Linked DNA regions of Pan troglodytes: region 1 is linked to region 2. The links are chromatin contacts, called in public capture Hi-C maps. All regions are on one chromosome and are shown on one strand. Each heading gives the region's core, a stretch centred on a gene start, on an enhancer-like site or on the middle of the called end of the contact. The rest is flanking DNA. Distances are from core to core; before and after follow the strand shown. Region 1 has its middle 46 kb from the start of PLXNC1. Region 2 overlaps LOC107967602 (a long non-coding RNA gene).

What was found. Capture Hi-C pulls out chosen DNA fragments and counts their contacts.
Region 1: a capture Hi-C map of stem cell-derived neural stem cells shows a contact between it and region 2, with 2.7 times the contacts expected there. The contact joins two enhancer-like sites. A contact is called at or near these places in 3 of 7 Hi-C or Micro-C datasets (induced pluripotent stem cells and stem cell-derived neural progenitor cells) and 1 of 1 other capture datasets (stem cell-derived neural stem cells).

The regions. Positions count from the first base shown.
Region 1 is chr10:100,937,137-100,939,836 of NHGRI_mPanTro3-v2.0_pri, forward strand. No RefSeq gene overlaps it. Among named protein-coding and RNA genes, the nearest start is that of PLXNC1, 46 kb to the right of the region's middle. Within about 2 kb of position 1,280, at least 11 of the 24 cell types and tissues checked have an H3K27ac peak or open chromatin away from gene starts, as enhancers often do. A contact at or near this core is called in stem cell-derived neural stem cells, where this site is marked.
Region 2 is chr10:100,821,251-100,823,950 of NHGRI_mPanTro3-v2.0_pri, forward strand. The region is part of intron 2 of LOC107967602 (a long non-coding RNA gene); the gene reads right to left. Among named protein-coding and RNA genes, the nearest start is that of PLXNC1, 160 kb to the right of the region's middle. Within about 2 kb of position 1,416, at least 5 of the 24 cell types and tissues checked have an H3K27ac peak or open chromatin away from gene starts, as enhancers often do. A contact at or near this core is called in stem cell-derived neural stem cells, where this site is marked.

The sequences.
Region 1 (2,700 bases), core at 30-2,529, 120 kb after region 2:
CCAAAGTGTTGGGATTACAGGCAAGAGCGACCGCGTCCGCCCCGCTTTGCAAGCTTTAAAGGAAATTATTTGTCTAATAGATAGGATTATTCCCTTTGTGGGTGAGCCCTGGCGAGAACCTCCGTCCTGAGCCAACTTCCTTAGCGGGATTCTCACCCTGCCAGGTAAGCTCCCTCTGTTACCAGGAGCTCCATAAAATGCAAATAAGTTTCAATATTCACTTAGGAAAATAAAAATGAGCAGTAAGTCAGCTAGGAGCAAAAGGAACGGGACATTCAAAGGCTGTGCCCAAGGTCGGACAGAAGTAGCTTTGTAATTCTCCCAGGGTAGGGCTGCAGGCACCTGGCGCTGGAGGCCCGGCCTGGACGAGGCAGGGCTCAGGGCGCGGCTGGAGGGGCTCGCCCGGCGGGGCGCTGGAGCGGGAGAAGGGCGCCCTCTGCCGGGGGTGAGGAAGATCAGTCCGCACGCGCGGTGCCTTGGTCTTGCAGCCTGTTCGAACCTCGCGCGTGGACAGCCACTTCTTCCACGGGGAAAGTAGGAGGGTGGGGGCAGAAAAACCAAACTCCTGCCAAGAAGGTGCTTTGCACGAGCATTTTGCGACCCCCTCCCTTCAGCCCCGAACCTCCCCCTGGCACAAGTGAAAGGACTGTGGTCAATTGCAGATGCTGTCAGGAAGCCAGGTGCGTCCCCACTCCCCAGCCCTAAAATACAAAGAAAGAAGCGATTGTTTGAGACGATCTGAAGAAAGGTCAGGTCCTAACAGATCCACGAGACCTTCTTTTTCACCTTCCTCGTCTTGGGTTCTGGAGCACGGGCGCTGAATCAGCTGAATGCGGCCTGGGCATCTGGAAGTGGTCCTGAGGGACACCTCGCGGTGCAGCCCCCGGGACGACCCAGGACACCCTGGACACCCTGGACACCCAGGCCGAGAGCCGGGACCCGCCCACGCCTCCTCACTGCTGCTCGAGGGTAGGCAGGAGCACGCGGACCCCCGTAGGGGCTGAAGCGGGGCTCTGCTCCCCGCCCTGCGCAAGCTCCCGGCTCTGGTTGCTGGTCCACAAAATCGGGAGGCTGAATTAGCCGGTCGGGTGGCCCCCAGCCTTATAGCTTCGGATTCTGTGGTCCTATTTTAGACCCAGACTTGTCCGCGAAGGGAAATGAAGAGCCGCGGAAGGCTTGGAGCGTGAACCAAAAAACAATGGGTGGGGACCGTCTAACCAGCTCCCTTCCCTAGAAGGGCGGAAACGGCTTTCGAAGCACCCGCGTTTCTCTTTATTGAATCTTGAGTGACACCTAGTGGCCCATCTGCCTCACCGTCACGGCGATGCTGGCTGGTTTCACTGGGCTTTTCAGAAGGCGTGCTGGCCTGCCCATGGTTCTCGGCTAAAAGACTTTGGAGCGTAGGGTGCCGATGACGTTTCCTGGGACCTCCCGGAAGCACTTGCTGTCCCGTCAACAGCCCTGTACCTGCGATGCATGCAATTCTAATGAAAATGCCCTTCTCGTCTGGAGGGCTTGCTTGAGCACATCCTGAGCTCTCAGGCAGCAAATATAGAGTCGGGTGCTATTCCGGGAGCTGGGCACACAAAGATGACCAAGGCTTGGTTTCTGATCTCAAGAATCTCACAGCCCAGATGGGGGGAAATGGACCAGTAGAAGAGTGTGTATTTGATGCTGTGGGGTAGAGGGGGTGGACCTAGCTTGGCCTAGAGACATCAAGAAAGTCACCCTTGAGCTGAGTTTTGAAGATTAGGCAGAATTCTAAGATGACCCCTGAAGATTCTCAGCCCATCCCCCTCGCAGTGTACACACACCTTTGCCCAGTTATTCAATCAAACAATTTAGGTGCTTCTGTGAAGAGAATTTGCAGATGTAATTAAAGTTCCCAAATTAATTGATCTTAAGATCTGGAGATGATCCTGGGTAGGCCTAACCTAGCCAGGTGAACCTTTGAAAGGGACTGGATTGTCCTGGCAGAAGAGATTTGACAAGCGGCAAGAACTCATCATTGGCAAGATTTTCTTTGCTGGCTTTACAGATGAAAGGGGCCACGTGGCAAAGAATGCAGGCTGACTCTAGGAGCTCAGAACGACCCCTGCCTGACAGCCTGCAGAGAAACCAGCCTTCAGTCCTACCACTGCAAGAGCACTGAACTCTGCCAATAAGCAGGGAGTTTGGAAGGGATCCCCAAGCTGTATGAGACTTAGTCCCAGCTGACTCCTTGATTTTATCTCTGTAGGACCCTGAAGAGAGGACCCAGTCATGCTGCATTCAGGCTTCTGACCTCCAGAACTATGAACTAATAAATGGGTGTTTTAAGCTGTTATGTTTGCAATGTGTTATGAAGTCATAGGAAACTGATACAGATGGTCATTTCAAAGAGGAGAACCACATGACAAATGCTCAGAGCCATAAAGAAGCAGAGAACTAAAGTCATTCAGAGAACTAAAGACATTCGGCATAGCTGGACCATGGGGAGCAAAGGAGATGGTAAGATGTACTCGTGAGAACTTGGCTTTGGATCAGACAGAATGTGCCCTTGGGCTAGTTAACTTAGCTCTCTGTGCCTCAGTTTTCCCAAAGGTAAAATGGAATCATAATTATAGTTAAAACATAGAGTTGTTATGTTAGTGGCCCATAGGCATATAGAAAGTTCAGCACAGCCTTGAGATATAATAAGTGTTCCAAAAATGTTAGGTA
Region 2 (2,700 bases), core at 166-2,665:
ATGAAAGAACGTGTCTTTGGCAAGTGTCCATCAACATACGGATAAGCAAAATATGGCATATACATGCAATAGAACATTATTCAGTCTTAGAAAAGAAAATCTGACATGCTACAACATATGAGGACATTATGTTAAGTGAAATAAACCAGTCACAAAAAGATAAATGTTGTATAATTCCACTTATATGAGGTATAAGTGTAGTCAAAACCACATAGACCGAAAGTAGAATGATGCATGCCAGGGACTGGAGGAGACGGAAATGGAGAGTTGATGTTTAATGAGTATGGAGTTTCAGTTTTACAAGATGTGAAGAGGAAAACAAATCATTCCCTTTTCCTGGGCTTGGGAGAGGGCTTTGGGTCTCTCCTGCATGAAATGGAGAAGCCTGATGATTCCTGGTGTTGAAGAGTAAGCTCACCCTGGCCTCAGAGATGTCAGTTGGTGGTTGGGTGGGAGCCAGCCTCAACCTATGATTCTAAGATTAGTGTGGGGGCTGAGGCCCTTGGTCCCCTAAAGGTTTGCTGTAAGATCACTAACATGAAGCAGATTGATGAATAGGAGAAAAGGCATACACATTTATTTCACATGTATACATGGGAGGCTTCAGAATGAAGACCCAAAGAAACAAGGAAAATTGTCCATTTTTATGCTTAGGTTCAACAAGGTATGGACAGCCACGTAGAAATATGATTGGACAAAAAGGGTCTGATCTACTGTGAATAGACTGAGCAGGGAGACTCCACAAGGCCTGTCTGTTCAGGTTCTTCTTGGTCTGCCTGTGTAGCTTTCCTTCCTTCTGGGTATGGGGACTTTTACCCTCTCTGGAATGGGGGCTCTCTGCAATGGGTGTCTTCTGACCTACAGTCAAACAAGGTAGGTCAGATCATTTATTTCTGGCCCGTTTTTGTATGGAATATTTTTAGGTTTTTTGGCTGGCTTTCAGGAAAAGGGGTTCTGGTTTCTATGCCTCGCCTTGGGGGAAGAGGGATTCTAGTTTTTATGGCTAGGCTTGGGTTGCAGGGGAGGGCAGGAGAAGATCAGAGAAAAACTTTTGCTTCTGTGGCTGCTCTGAGGCCTTCATTTTGGTGTACAGTTTTTTCAGCCCCAGCATTAGCCATTTGGTCTGGGAGCTGGAGGGCCTGTGTTGCCGTTTAGAGGGAAGAGCCAAGGAAAGAGTGTGTCCCTTCCCAAGGCTCTCATGGATGTATGAGGACCAGTCAACAGCGAAGGGTGGCTGACTGCGACAGAGCCAGCAAGAGAGGATTCAGTCACAGAGAAAAAAATGCAGGCCCCCAGCCAGGGTCCTCCTGCAAAGTATGACAATTCAGAACTACTGGGGATGATACAGACAACATTCAGCCTCCAGTGTGTGTTCCTGTCTCTCCCTCTAGAGGACAGTTCTCGCTCTCAAAGTGCGCTCGGTGTGTCGTGTCGCCATGGTAAAAAGGCAGGAGACAGCAAACGCTTGATCCGAGCTGCACCATGCCTCGTTTTCACTCTCCCTGAAGACAAAAGAAGGTGGCAAGTAAGGAAAGCTCACCTCAGGGAGTTTTCTCGGAGAACACAAGCGGTCCCAATAGGGTAAAGGAGAAAATAATTATCTGGAAAGGTTGCAATTAATAGTGTCAGGTTTAACCTTTGTGCTAATATGGGAATCTAAGGCACTAAGTCATCGCCTAAGACCTAGTGCTCTCTGTACGACAAAGCTTTAGTCTTTTCATGTGGAAGTCAGTGCTTATTACATCCAATGCCTGAGTTCCCAGCAGACAGAGTTCCTTCTCAGGCAGCCGGCCAAGGACACCAGAAATTAAGCAGGGGTCTGTGGCTCTGTCGTCTAGCTATGACCAAATTTAAATGTGTGCTTTTTGCCTTGCCTGCCAGTGAACCTGATGCTAGACTGAGATGTAAATGCCATTTCTGGTGTACATTAAGAAAATGTGAAACAATTAGCTCAAAGCCATGGTTATGGAGCAAAAATATTAAAAATATAAGTTAGAAAATCCTTGTGACAATGTTCATGTGAATGGTGAGGGTAGGGAGTCCATTGCATATATGTGTGTGCATGTGTGGAGGAGTAAGTGTGTTGAATAAATATGCATGAAGAGTGCATTAGCAGTAGATCCAAGAACTTATGTATGGGGGTGGGTGTGGAAATCCACGTTTTAGTAACATTTTTTCCTTCTTCACAGTCAAGTGACGTTTTTTCAAACATCTGTTCTGTGAGCAAAGTAGGGAGGGACGTACATCAGTGGTAAGTGCTTGGGAGAGGAATTCTGGAGGAACACTACCCACTTAATTTAGCTCAGCTCTATGAAAGATTACAGGGTTTGGGACTATTTCTAGCCACATCTGAGAGTCTGTGAAAAGTGGAAGTAAAGTCATTAAGCAGAATGGGCATTTATACATTTGGTAATTTGTCTTGAGTCAGAAAGTCTAGACACTCCCCTGGGAATGGGGGGAATGTGGGCCATGGTTATGACCTTCAGGACTCTGGAAACAGGAATGACAAAGACCTGGAAGGTCCTGAGGCAAATGGGCTCAATAGATCTTTTTTTTTTTTCCTGAAACAGAGTGCAGTGGCACAATCTTGGCTCACTGCACTCTCCGCCTCCCAGATTCAAGCGATTCAGCTACCTCCTGAGTAGCTGGGATTACAGGCACACACCACCACGCCTGGCTAGTTTTGTATTTTTAGTAGAG